2 separate regions of the Triticum aestivum genome follow, and region 2 is linked to region 1. A link is a contact called in public Hi-C data. All regions are on one chromosome and are shown on one strand. The core of a region is the stretch at or near the end of the contact, and the rest is flanking DNA. Distances in the headings are between cores, read along the strand shown. Region 1 holds the start of LOC123097963 (coronatine-insensitive protein homolog 2). Region 2 holds the start of LOC123097964 (50S ribosomal protein L4, chloroplastic).

Region 1 (7,416 bases), core at 2,469-4,968:
CTTGGATCACTAAAATAGAAAATGTAGAGTCTTGTGCTTTGAGCTTGAGCCAATCTTCTGTCCTTAGCATTTTGAAGGGTCCACTTTCTAATCCATGCCATGCCAATCATTGAGCTTTCCTGAAATATTTATCTTGGAATAGCATTAGCTCAATGAGCTATATGTTGTTAGGAATTACCAAAAACCACCCAGGGATAGTTGCACTTTCATCACCACACCGTCGTGCTGACGAAACTCTCCCTCGAGCTCTACTGGATCGTGAGATCGCGGGACGTCACCGAGCTGAATGTATGCTGAACGGGGAGGTGCCGTACGTTCGGTACTGAGGATCGGTCGATCGTGAAGACGTACGACTACATCAACCGCGTTGTCATAACGCTTCCGCTTAACGGTCTACGAGGGTACGTGGACAACACTCTCCCCTCTCGTTGCTATGCATCACCATGATCTTGCGTGTGCGTAGGATTTTTTTTTGAAATTACTACGTTTCCCAACAGAAGGACCAAACGTCGACATGGGAACGAGCCCAAAAGACACCCAAGCACGCACGTCACCAGCTCCACCTGCTCGTCCGCATGTCAAATGGGCAGGGCAACACATTTTACAGGGTTAATTCGCAGGCTTGATGCCTCTTCAAAATCCTCCAATATAGCAAAGCACATAATGACATCTCCCACTATAAGTCTCAAAAATAACATGACATTGTCAGCGAAGAAGGATGGGCGGTGTGCAAGTCCCCACCGACCCAACAAAGACAACATGTCATGGTTCACGGCAAAGCGAAACATGTGGTGTAGGGCCTTAAGAATAAATACCAACGGCTTAAAGGGTCTCCTTATCACAATCCCCGACCATTGAGCAACTTCTTTCCTAATGTGCTGACAGTGCAGAAAACCGTCAAATCTCTCTATAGGGTACCTAGCATAACTGGAAGTCACAGGCCAGAGGTCGCACGAGGAGTTTATCCAGGTTTGAGCCTACGAAGAGTAATACCCTACGTCTTGCTTGTTGCTATTCATGGTGGATACCTCGTGCGAGGGGTTACAATGCTATCGAGAGTTATTCTACGGAGATTAGAGCTTCGACTGAGAGACCTCTAGCCCCCTTATATACACGGTGGTGGCTAGAGTTTTACAAGGGGAGATGCGATCTAGGTGACCGCCACCACCAACTTGGGGATCAAGATGATCCGAGAAGGCCGCTCCCTTCCTCTAGGCTCCATCATGTCGTTGTATAATCATCAAGGGGCCTCTTGGGCCTACTGGCAGGTCTGCTGCCCTGATGGTGAGCCACCCCCGGTGTATGACACCGTCGTGTGCCATTAACGAGTACCCTGGTAGATGCATAAGATAGCATGCCACATATCCAGGAAGTCCAAACGTGCCCAAAGCCCATCCTATTCAGCACATGAAGGAGGAAAGCCCAATCCACATTGTCGAATGATGTCGAAATGTCTAACTTGTTCAGGCATGCGGGGTTCTTAAGTGTGTTTAGCCTTCTAGCAGTCCCCTGAAGCAGCATAAATTGTCATGAAGTGCTTTTCCACGCACGAAGGCGCTCTAATATGTGCCCAACAAGCGCGACAATTATGTGAAGAGGCGATTCACCAAAGCCTTGCCACATATCTCACCAGCCCATGAACCAGGCCTTCCGACCGATAATAGCTAGATTCCACAACTCCTTCTTTCTTGGGTAGCAAGACAACCAATTTCCTATTAATGCCGCTGAAACCATGCATGTGCCCTTCCAGAATGCATCCGTTGCGCGCATGATATCACAACTAATTACCCTCGTAGCAAGCCATGTAAAATTGTCGGTAAAACCTTTAGGCCCCGACTACTTATCCGGCAGCAAAGCTTTGACTACTGCCCACATGTCCTCCTCCGTTATCGGTGTCTCGAGGTGAGCCAAATATAGGTTGGGGATATCCAACACGCAAGATCTAAAGTGTATGCATGATCTCGCCCCGAACTATGAAGAATTCAAAGAAGTTATCCACTACTGCTGCTAGGTATTCCTACCCCAATATGACGGATGTGTCGACCTAGAAGATGTTAATTGCGTCACGCCTTCTGCGGTAATGGTCGCATTTCATCGTCCCACTTCAAGCATCTGTACCGATCAATTTTAGCCAAAGAAATCCTCTACTACGCAAGATAAGATATTTCATCGATGAAGGTGCCTAAAATAGATACCCTTTTGACAAATGCATCTTGGCTTTGTTTACACATGATGTTTTAGGTCTTTTCCAACACAAAGGTGCTTATTAGATGAGGTGCTAAGTGCACTAAATAGCTTAGCAACTCAAGTCCCCAATTTATACTCCTTCAGTCCACGAATAAGTGTATGTTTGACATTCAAAATTTGTCCACAAAAGAGTGTATTTCTATTTTAATGCACTTTAAAGTAGAAAATATGGTTATCTCTCATCACATGGTAATCAAGACCAATAACATTTAACACATGGTCTACTCACTTTCTACATGCACCTACTCCCTCTGTCTCAGTTTACAAGTCCCGCGCGTATACCTAGGTTGCCAATTTTATCACCCTAATATAAACTATATAACACAAAAATTATACCGTTTGAAAATAGAACATCTGAAGTTTATATTGATATTTTTTTGTAATATATGACTTGTATTAGGTTGGTCAAATTGACGACCTAGGGGTACACGCACGCCCTGTAAACTGAGAGAGAGGGAGTAGCTCATTAGGGGTGGGGTAATTAAAGAGGAGAGAGATGATGGCTTGCACCTTCCCACTATACTCCCTCCGGTCATTTTTACTTCACGTATTAGATTTGTGTCAAGTCAAGCATTGCAAAGTTTGATCAAATTTATATTAAAAAGTATCAACATCTACAATACCAAAGCTTCCTTCATTTAAGTGTATTGTCTAGGTTGGCGTGCTTGACATTGGTTCTTTTTGGGTCACCAAAATGCTCTCTCTCTTCCTAATTGATGTGTCGTGTCATATTTTTTTCTTATGCTGCTTGCTTAGCACGTGCACACTGTGAAACACTGGGAAGGGCCTTATAGCTGACTCGACTCATCAGGTGTTTAAAGGCAGATTTTATTGAAATAATTTGCGCTCATTAATATAACAATTAAACATGCTAGGGAAAAATACAATGATAGTAGCAATAGCTCATGTCACTTGTGTTTACTATTGTTGCGTAGTGTGTATGTATTATTCTTTTGTCCTTCACATATCAGTCAAAAAAAATATTTGAGCCACACCCCTGTACGGACCTAATAACGGAACAGTAGCAGCACTGCAGGCTGCAGCAGTAGAGATGCATGGCATGCATAGATATTTGCCGTGTTTATAAGATTTGCAAATCTAGCGGCCCGCCGCTGGATCTGTCCCGCGCAGGCAGCGGTAACCGTAAAAGCCCTATACCTAGACCTAGCCCAAGGAAAGGAAGGAAAAACCCGACCAACCACAGCACGGAGAGATAAGATTGGCAGAGAGAGAAAAAAATATCTACCCCGGGGGGGTCGGGGGTCCCATTTGGCAGCCCCCGCGACGGCCAGAGGAGGAAGGGGGCAGAGGCCGCCCCCATCGCGCAGCCGCACACCACCCGCAGAAAAAGGCTTTTGCGTCGTCCGGACGACGGGAAGAACCCCTGAAAATTTCCCAATTCCCATCCCATACCCCCTTTCCTTTTCCCACTCTACACCCAGGCGCACGCGCCCGCCCGCCCTCCCTCAGCCTCCCTCATCCCAACCCCACCCCCAACCCCACACCCCCGTTGAAATCCGCGGCGGGACAGATCGGGGCGCAGATCGGGGGTCGGCTCCCGGCGATGGGCGGCGACGAGCGGCACCTGGGGAGGACCATGAGCTTCGGGATCCCGGACGTGGCGCTGGGGCTGGTCATGGGGTGCGTGGAGGACCCCTGGGACCGCGACGCCATCTCGCTCGTCTGCCGCCACTGGTGCAAGGTCGACGCGCTCAGCCGCAAGCACGTCACCGTCGCCATGGCCTACTCCACCACCCCCGACCGCCTCTTCCGCCGCTTCCCCTGCCTCGAGTCGCTCAAGCTCAAGGCCAAGCCCCGCGCCTCCATGTTCAACCTCATCCCCGAGGACTGGGGCGGCTCCGCCTCGCCCTGGATCCGCGAGCTCTCCGCCTCCTTCCACTTCCTCAAGGTGCTGCACCTCCGCCGGATGATTGTCTCCGACGACGACGTCGCCGTGCTCGTGCGCGCCAAGGCCCACATGCTCGTCTCCCTCAAGCTTGACCGCTGCTCCGGCTTCTCCACCTCCTCCCTCGCTCTCCTCGCCCGCTGCTGCAAGTAATTTCTCCCCTCCTTGTTCCGGTTCACAAATGATATGCATGCATTAGTTCGTTTATTAATTACTGCGGTATCTCTTTCTTGTCCTACGAATTAATTTCTAGTTTCAATTGTTCTAGTTAGTTTTTCTCTTCAGAAATTGTGTTTTGTTCTATTTGGAAAGGGTTGGTGGATGGGATGTTTGTAAAGCGAGTATAGATAAGATGTTCTTTTGTTCATTTCGAAAGGGGAAAAGTAAGTGTAACGTCTCACCTTTTCTTGATGTAAAACATCATGCTACTCTTTGTAATTTGGGAATAATTCTAGCTTTGGAGCAGAAATTAGGAAATGTGGACTTTAACTGCCTTACTGAGTTGGGGACTTTGCTTAGTTGTTTATACTTTCATAGAGAACTATGATACTTGGTGGAGATAGTTTTGAAAAGCAGATTATCAAAATGCTGTTGTAGAAGTTTAGTAAGAATGTAAGAGCATACATTCATAGGTTACTTGTTTAAATTAATCATATTTCTTGTCATGTTCAGGAAACTGGAAACGTTGTTTCTTGAAGAAAGTTCTGTTGCTGAGAAAGAAAATGATGAATGGCTCCGCGAGCTTGCTACCAGCAATACTGTCCTTGAGACGCTGAATTTCTTTCTGACGGATCTCAGGGCATCCCCAGCATATCTTTTCCTTCTTGTGCGAAATTGCCGAAGGCTGAAAACTCTCAAGATTAGCGACTGTTTCATGTCTGACCTGGTCGACCTGTTCCGTACAGCAGAAACACTACAAGACTTTGCTGGTGGTTCCTTTGATGATCAAGATCAAGGTGGGAATTATGCTAACTACTATTTCCCTCCTTCGGTACAGCGCTTGAGTTTGCTCTACATGGGAACAAATGAGATGCAGATATTATTTCCATATGGTGCCACACTCAAGAAGTTAGACCTTCAGTTTACGTTCCTTACCACAGAGGATCACTGTCAATTAGTCCAGCGATGCCCAAATCTAGAAGTTTTGGAGGTATGTCCTGGCAAATTATTTTAAATGTTTTTGCCATCTTTCCTGTCTGGAAGTCTGATAGTGAATATGCTATCTCAAACGTGTTTTGTTGATAATTTGTCTTCCAACAGGTGAGGGATGTGATAGGAGACCGAGGGTTAGAAGTTGTTGCGCGGACCTGCAAGAAATTACAGCGACTCAGAGTCGAGAGAGGAGACGATGACCAAGGAGGTCTTGAGGACGAACAGGGTAGAGTGACACAAGTAGGATTGATGGCTGTAGCTGAAGGCTGTCCTGATTTGGAGTACTGGGCAGTACATGTGTCTGACATTACAAATGCAGCTCTTGAGGCCATTGGTGCGTTCAGCAAAAACCTGAACGATTTCCGACTTGTCCTGCTTGATAGAGAGGTGCATATAACTGAACTGCCCCTTGACAACGGGGTTCGGGCTTTGCTGAGAGGTTGCACCAAACTCCGGAGGTTTGCATTTTATGTGAGACCTGGAGCTCTATCAGATATTGGCCTTTCTTATGTTGGCGAATTTGGCAAGACTGTCCGCTACATGTTGCTTGGGAATGCTGGGGGATCTGATGATGGACTGCTGGCATTTGCACGAGGATGCCCAAGCTTGCAGAAATTGGAGCTAAGGAGTTGCTGCTTTAGTGAACGTGCATTGGCAGTTGCAGCCTTACAGCTGAAGTCACTCAGATATCTTTGGGTGCAGGGATACAAGGCATCTCCTACCGGCACCGATCTCATGGCAATGGTACGCCCCTTCTGGAACATTGAGTTTATTGCACCAAATCAAGATGAGCCTTGCCCAGAGGGTCAGGCACAGATTCTGGCATACTACTCTCTGGCTGGGGCAAGGACAGATTGTCCTCACTCAGTAATTCCCCTCTATCCGTCAGTCGGAAGCTAAAAAGACCACCACCAGTTTGACTGTACATACATGTTTGATGCCAGTGAAACCCACGATGCGGTATAGGGACATTCCACCTTACAGTGCCAATTACGGGACTGAAAGCTCAAGTAAAAGCGACCCACTCTGAACTGCCTTCGTATCTTAGGGGCAACATTTTGGGGTAAGCTGTTCATCTGGCCAACATGGATATCTTTGTGTACTACACCATTTTGACATGGCTCGGACACGCATTTTTGTAATAATGTGCCCAGTTGTAATGGCATTTTTCTGTTCTTGAGCTTTGCCCACTGTATTGCTGTTCTACGAACAGTATTGGATTAGTTGTTGTACCATCTGTGAAACAATCTGCACAATGTTATGATTTACTGGTTGTGATTTTCCACCATCTGAACCCACGAATATCTTGAAATTTTACTGCGGCTTGGCCTCAGCTTTACTGGTTGTGATTTTCCACCTTCTCTTATCTTTGGATCTGTATGGTGAACGGGCTGTTATAGGCTCTATGGATTGCAGGAAGCAGTGATTTATTACGTTGAAATAGAAGAACTGAAGATTGAGATGTCACTTGCTGTGAAATTTTACATGATTCAGAATAACTTATCATGAGATTCTGCATAACACAGAAACTCTTATATATAAGCTTTTGCTAGGAAGGAATTTAAGAGGGTTGAGGAGAGAAGGTAGAGAAAGATATTCAGAACTCAGAAATTCTGCAATATATGCTTTTGCACAGGAAGCAATTTCAGAGGATTGAGGAGAGGGTGGAGAAAAATAGAGTGAAAGTGTATTCGACTATTCAAAGAATAACAAAATGATGTTCGAGTTCATACTGAGATCTTATAGTATGGAAGCTATACGAATGAATTTCATAGAAATTTGGTAACCTAATCCTATTAGGCAATGGACTTTCAAGAAGAATTCTTAAAATTCAAATACTACAACACAAATCCTATAATCTAAAGAGACTCTTAGGGCATTTGAAATAAAGGAAAATTGCAGTATTCCTATAGAAAAATCCAGACTGGGTCATCTGAAACAAAGAAATGACTCACCAATATTCCTATGAAATTCTTATAGAATAAAGCAATCCATAGGAAAATTTCTGCATTTTCCTTTGTTGTATTGCTATAAATCCTCTATTCTTAAACAGATGCAGCCCACTATCTATTTTTTCTCTTCATGGAACTATGCCGCATCATCAAGTCTGA
Region 2 (7,416 bases), core at 3,479-5,978, 670 kb before region 1:
GCTGTAATCAAAATAAAAATTGTTAAATGGGCTCGGCAATGGGAGCGGCCGTGTGTCGCGCCGTCTTACGGCATCCGTCACCCCCCCCTCCACGTCATCGCGACAAGCGGCCCGAGTTACACTACAAGCCATAAAATGGTGGGTTTTTCTTTTCTTTATAAGGGGAAAATGGTGGGTTTTTGGTACGAAGTCTATACTATAGACCAAAGTGAGCTGGTATCTTCTATATCTAAATGGTGGTGAACCAAAGGAGTGAATTTTTTTTAATTATTACCACACATAATTACATCTTCTATATCTAAACAACTAGCCACCACTAACCTATTTCTCTTAACATGCAAGTTTGCCACCTCGTCATTCAACATGTATGGAGAAAGGTCCACCACAACATGCAAACAAAATATTCCCGCAACAACATATACATGTTACACGTAACCATTTCTCTATGAATATATTGCAAAACATTCCCGCAACAACATGCCAGGTATCGTCTAGTTTTCTAATATAATATAACTACAGTGGACAACACAAAAGATGCCATCATTACAATGGCTAAAATGCTATCCATTTTCCATGATTAAAGTCCCTAGTGACCGCCTCCTGTTTAGTCCATATATGCTACAAGCACTATCTCAAGGTACTGGCCTCTTGCAATAGTATATATCATGTATCATGTATGCAGTAACACATTGTAAACACCTCACTATTAGATCACTGGATTCATCCTAACATAACTTTAGCAACTGTTCTACTCTTCTTCGCCCACCACGCTTCTGCACACGATAACAGGAAAAGTTAATGAATGACAAGTTAAAAACAATTATAACCTACAATGCATACAAAAACTTACTTCTTATTTAGTTTGCATTTCTTGCTGCGTTTAGTGTGCCCTAGCAATTTGCATGCGCCGCACCTGATTCTGATCTCGTCGTACGAAAGTGGCCTACCATTTTTCGACATAGGGCGGTTCTCATCTACCTTAGTTGCACCTTTCGTTGATACTTTAATAGGATCATGAACTTCAACTATGTTGCCTTCACCATCATCTACATATTCAATTGCACAAGTACTAAGATCAGCCGTTTTCTTACTCAAATTTTCCTTTAGCTGATCATACTCATGGCTCTTAGCTATCACGGCCTTCAAACTCTCCTGTAACTGATCCCACAAAGTTGGGTGTTTGCATGCTGCATGCATAGCTTCTGAAGCCAACACACTGACCTGGCTATATTTCATTCTTTCAGCTGCTCCAGTCCATCCAAATCCCAACAGATCGCTTGTGCGCCTGGCGGGCAGTCCCAACCTTGCGTCTTTCGTGAACCGCACAAGAACTAAACACTTTGGTATTTCAGATATATTCAAGTACTTCAGTACATGGAATATGTGCTTGCAAGGTAGACCCTTTCGAATCATTCTTCTGCAGCTGCACCTTATAGTTTCTGCGGAATTTACTGGAGTGTACTCCACCCAAAAACGGCTCTTCCGGTTATTCTTCCAGGCCACGATGTACTGCTGTGATCCGTCTCCGAGCTTTATTTCTACAATCTCCATGCCACCAATTTTCCTAAGATCAGCTTGCAACATATAGAAGTTTGCTGGAGTGAAGACGTGAGAAGCAGCTATCTCAAGTTCCCTCGAGCTAGTAACTGGCACCGGTAAACTCTGTGAGGCCGTGCAATCATCTCGTGCCTCATTCTCACGGATACGTACAACGGCGTTCTCATAGTGCAAAATCATATCCACCAGGGTCATTTCACCGTCTAGGTGGAGGTGAAGGCATGAGTTTAGACTTTCACTCCTCTGGTTGCTTTTCATGCCAAGCCAAAAACCCTCTGTCAGATAAGCCGCGGCCCACAGTCTCCTCTTCTTATACATCCGTCTCAACCATGTTACTGTTTTTTCCGACTGCCATCTTTTGGAAAACGCGTGCCATCTCTCCTCAAACGTGGCCGTGGACGTGCTGTAGTACAGAAGAGTTCGGAACTCCTTCAAGGACTTGTGACTGAGGTGAATCTTCATATTTTTTTCTATATGCCACGTACATATACGGTGCCACACGTCTGGCAAGACTTGGCGAATTGCCTTGATCATCGCAGCGTCGGCATCCGTGATAACACTCATAGGCATCTTTTGACACATGGACCTCAAAAAAGTCTCCAGCAGCCACACATATGTCTCTTCGGTCTCGTCCGAAACTATGGCACAAGCAAAAACAGTGGTCTTCCGGTGATTGTTAAGACCAACAAAGGGTATGAATGGCATACCATACCGGTTCATCTTGTACGTGCTGTCAAATACAAGCACGTCGCCGAAGTCCTCATAGTCATGACGAGACTGGGAGTCACACCAGAACATCCTATTCATATGTCCTTCCTTGTCTAGCTTGTACTCGAAAAAGAAGCTAGGATCCCTCTGTTTCCTACTGACCATGATGCCTATGACTGTGGCAGCATCACCTTTTGAAAGCAGCTTCCTCTTCTCCCTGGCGCAAAGGTTGTATATTTCACGCCTGGTAAAACCAACACCGCCATACCATACATGTTTGCTGATGAAGGTATCCATCATGTCGTGAATTCTAATCCCTGCAGCTCCCATGGACAGTATCTCAGCTCTCTGGTACTCTTTGATTTTTCTGTGGGACCAAAGAAAAGGTACCTCGTCCGGTCCTGCCAAGATATGGCTATGCTTGTCCTCAAAACTATCAACATACCAAACCCCACGCTTTTGGTCAAGCTTCACGGTCAGGTGCGCTTCGCAGTGGCAGCGTGTCTCGGGTCTGAGCCTACGGCTGTGTCCTTCCTCGGTTAGCAACCTGCTGTCACGTTTTCCTTGTCTGGAACAAACAAACCGCCTATAACGCATATGACGTGACTCGGTTTTGCTATACCTGACCCTATTCTTTCTAATGCTGAAACCATTATCTCTAGCATAGCTGTTGTAGAAATCATACGCAGCCTCGTGAGACGTAAAAGTCATTTGTATTATCTGCATGAACATATCCCTCTTATCATCTGCACTAGCAGTATCTTGGACATTCTTTTTCCCCTCAACTTCTGTCACCTACACAATCATAACATAGCCATGAAAACAGTTTTCTATGGTATAACATTACTTCCATACAACATTGATTACATACATACCTCACTCATGATGACCGACGATTGCGACTCCCCAGAATCAGATGCAGCTAATGATTCGACATCAAGGCCTGTCTCCGCGTCGGATTCACCGTAATAGTCGTACGCATTATGACATTCGGAAATGAGCTGAAAAATATAACACAAATACATAAGTACTTATCATATAATATTCCAGGATTAATTCAATTTGCATGCATGCCAACAAAAAATTCCACTTCCATACCTGACTAATGTAATCTTCATTCGAGATCTCCGAGTTGTTTTCCTCACCATCATCATGCTCATTGTTTTCCTGACCATCATCATGTTCATCCATCTATAAATTTTCAAAATATAATATTGTCGGATGCCACCAAAAAATTACAACATGATAATGCCACTCACATTAAGATCTTCCAATACGTTCCCATTCTCTGACCTATCTCCACGATCTGAATTTTCATCATCTGACCAATCTTCTATCCAGTCTTTCATCAGTTCTCCAAACTCCATGTCATACATCATATCAGTTAACTCATCGTCCGCCATTTCCTACAACAATTAATATGTATCATCACATGTGCAAACATTATCAATGCTGACATATACAACACCTAGCGCACGATCACGGATGTTAAATAAACTACACCAACCGGAGAGCGCCCCAACCGAGGGCGTTCAGATCGTGCACACAACCGACGCCAACGACCTCTGATCGGCCCATGGATCCTCCCCCCTCTCCACACCAAGCGGCGTTAAGGTACGTCCCACGAATCCAGTACGTGATCACTTTGGATCACGAGAAGCAGCGCTACCCGTGATAACATGCGCCGCCGGATTCCTAGCCCACGGCATCAGTCGTGATTATTTTGGATCGCCGGATACCTAGGTAAGCCGCCGCATCAAATAACGGAGCCGTCGTGCACACAACCGACGGCAACCAACGCTAGGTTAACCCTAGAAAGAAGAAACCCACTTTAGCCCGCGTGATCACTGTGTATATCACGACGAGCAGCACTACCAGAACAAGATCTGCGATGGCCTGGACCGCCAGAAAGCTAGGTTGCCCGCCCCGCTAGGTTAACCACTACGACGAAAACAACGGCAGTTCGTTTGATGCTGCCGCGAGCGAGACAAACGTGGGGAAATGGGATGCGGTACCTGCGAGCGCTGGAGGTTGACGACGGTGCCGTGCGCGCTCTCGGACGAGATCGCCGGCGATAAGATCGCTGCCGCCGATATTCCTACAGAAACTCACCAGAATGATGGAGGAGCTGCGTGAATGATGGAGCTGCGTGATTGATTGAGCTGCATGATTGATGGATCGGCCGTCGGCAGGTCCTACCTGGTCGTGGGGTCGTGTCATCCTTTTTTTTGGGATGTCACCGTATACATACGTATGGGTCATACGGATTATACGGGGCTTGGATATGGGCTACGGGGGCTTGGATATGGGCAGCGGCGGGCCGGAGAAAAAATAGATGACGGGGTCAAGAATACCCCTAGAAAATTGAGTTAGGGGGTGCACCGGAGCAAGCCTCGTTTTTTGGACCTGCTAGCTCAGGGAGTGGTAAGAAGTGCTGACTTGGCGGGGTCAAAAGACGCAGTCGACAGTGCGCGACGGACGGAGACACTCCTGCCGAACGGGTGTGGTGTGGATAAAGAGATAGAAGCGGCAGCTGCAGCGGCAGAGCCATCTCCTCCCCCTTCTCCGTCCGCCCCCAGCGCAGCGCAGCCGCCGTAGAGCCGCCACAATGCCGGTCTCCTCCGTGGCCTCGCCCCTCCTGCTCTCGCTCTCCGCCTCTTCCTCCTCCTTCCTCTCCTCCTCCTCTGTCTCCTTCCTCCCCTCCCCCTCCTCCTCCTCCTCCTTCCCGCACGCCTCCGTCAGGGGGAGGCCGTCCGCCTCCATCCTCCGCGCGCTGCGGGCCGAGGCCACCACCCTCCCGGTCATCAACTTCACCGGGGAGAAGGTCGGGGAGGTCGCCCTGGACATCAAGGCCGCGCCGCCCTCCACCGCGCGCGCCGTCGTGCACCGCGCCCTCATCACCGACCGCCAGAACGCGCGCCGGGGCACGGCCTCCACCCTCACCCGCGGGGAGGTCCGGGGCGGCGGGAGGAAGCCATACGGCCAGAAGAAGACCGGGAAGGCGCGGCGCGGGTCGGTCCGTACGCCGCTCCGCCCCGGCGGTGGAGTCATCTTCGGCCCCAAGCCCCGGGACTGGACCATCAAGATCAACCGCAAGGAGAAGCGCCTCGCCATCTCCACCGCGCTCGCCAGCGCCGCCGTCGCCAACGACTCCTTCGTCGTCCAGGAGTTCGACGAGGAGTTCGCGACGGGCCCCCGGACCAGGGACTTCGTGGCCGCGCTGCAGCGGTGGGGGCTCGACCCCAGGGAGAAGGCCATGTTCTTCTCCACGGAGCTTGATAATAACGTGCGGCTGAGCGGCAGGAACATCGGCACCCTCAAAATGCTAACTCCCAGGACTCTCAACCTGTACGACATCCTCGACGCACGCAAGCATTTCTTCACCCCGGCCGCCATTGACTACCTCAACTCGAGGTACGGTACCACCGGTTTTGATGAATATGAGGGTGACGATGGCGAGGACGACGGTGAAGAGGAAGGGGTGGAGGAGCAAGAGGAGGGAGAAGAAATCACAGAGGAGGCTGACCAAGGTACATACAGCTATCCATGAACATTTTGCAGTGCTGATTGCAATTTGCTGTTTGATTATTTCTATGCTAGATATGTGGGAAGAACTAGTAATTCCAAGCTGAAATCCTTTAGGTACTACTCCCTCCGTCCGGAAATACTTGTCGTAGAAATGGATACAGATGGTTGTATCTAGAACTAAAATACATCTAGATACATCTATTCCTCGGACAAGTATTTCCGGACGGAGGGAGTACCATAATATAAGAGCGTTTTTGACACTATGAGATGGAGTTTCAAAAACGCTCTTATATTATGGGACGGAGGGAGTAGTATACATGTTTAAACAGGCAGTGAGGTGAACACGTAGGAATGATTAGGTTGTTAGGACACCGATGTTACAAACCCTTAACATTACCATGGTTGAGGCTTTGACATTATCTAGTGACATGAATTGAGTTGCCTGTGACTGCCGTAAACAGTTAGTGCAGCATATTGCATAAAGGGTTATGGACAAAAGATGAATGAAATTTGACAGTTTATATACTTGATCCACTGCAATACCAAGATAGATTGTCCCCTCCAGTTAATCAATAGCTTGCAGCGACACTTACCGATACCATTAAAAGGAAAATAAAATCCTGCATGTTTCCAATCAAGGCACCTTTGATGTTAAAAGCCGTAGCTTAAGTAGGGGCACACCAATCAAGACACCAAGACAAAGAAATGTTAACACCATTTTGTTTCTTAAGGCTGGATAAAGGCTCCATGGGATTAGGATTATATGTTTTTGACAGTTGTAGGATTCTTCACACCATTTAAGAAAGTCTATCATGCTTGAGTCTCTTATTAATCTGTACTCCGCACTGTATTTCCCCTTTGCTTTTACTATGACAAGCATAGAGTGAGCTTTTCTTTTTCAAAAATCTCATGGACCTAAAGCAAAAAAAATTAAAAATCTCATGGAGGATATAGTTGAAGATTTACTATAGAAGCATGCTTACAGATCCACCTATGTTGATGATAGGTCTATCTAGCGCTTGTATGAATTGTGTACAACAATATGCTAATTCTGTACTTCTGTAACCGGGGTAATTTAATCTCTTAGATTAGGGGGGCAAGTCAATAATTTATAAATATAAAATGACCTCACATGATGGAATTCAATCTTTTATACCAAAGATGGATTTAAATTTCAAACATTGAACCAACAAAGAAAAGGTGTGAAACCATGCTATCCATGAAATCCGTGGAAGTAGAACTCCAGGAATCCTGATGCATTCCTTGTAGTCACACAATCTGGTGTGCCACCTGCCTACCACTAATCAGCCGTTCACCTGACACTTTCATCATTGGTGCTCTCACCATTTATTTCAAAGTTGTTCTGTTAGAATTTGAAAGCACCAGCTGGATGTCTCAGTTGAAGCCTTGCTACGAGAGCCGGCAAGTGAATGCATGGTCTAAGTGTAACAGCATGATTATGTTAACTAGTCTCATTTTACCTTACAAGTGGTCGCTTGTAACAAACTTCCTTAACTGTTATTCTCTCTAAATGAGAGGCAGCGCGTCTGCCATAGTTTCTCGAAGAAGAAAACAACTACTCCCTCCGTCCGAAAAAGTTTGTCCCAAGCTTGTCCCTCAAAT

What was found. Hi-C and Micro-C count contacts between places; a contact is called where the count stands out from the background.
Region 2: a contact with region 1 is called in a Hi-C map of an unstated tissue, with 7 times the contacts expected there. The contact joins the promoter of LOC123097964 here to the promoter of LOC123097963 in region 1. A contact is called at or near these places in 2 of 5 Hi-C or Micro-C datasets (leaf and an unstated tissue) and 1 of 1 datasets of contacts at active chromatin or transcription factors (leaf).

What each region holds. Positions count from the first base shown.
Region 1 is chr4D:367,026,081-367,033,496 of IWGSC CS RefSeq v2.1, reverse strand. LOC123097963 (coronatine-insensitive protein homolog 2) reads left to right here and starts at 3,718. Exons shown (of 3, transcript XM_044519826.1): 1 at 3,718-4,302; 2 at 4,826-5,303; 3 at 5,414-6,593. The coding sequence starts at 3,812. The coding sequence ends at 6,205.
Region 2 is chr4D:367,700,488-367,707,903 of IWGSC CS RefSeq v2.1, reverse strand. It overlaps LOC123097964 (50S ribosomal protein L4, chloroplastic), which reads left to right and starts at 4,728. Exons shown (of 2, transcript XM_044519827.1): 1 at 4,728-5,795. The coding sequence starts at 4,874. It overlaps LOC123100050 (protein FAR-RED ELONGATED HYPOCOTYL 3-like), which reads right to left and starts at 1,799. Exons shown (of 2, transcript XM_044522043.1): 1 at 851-1,799; 2 at 554-773. The coding sequence starts at 1,752. The coding sequence ends at 749.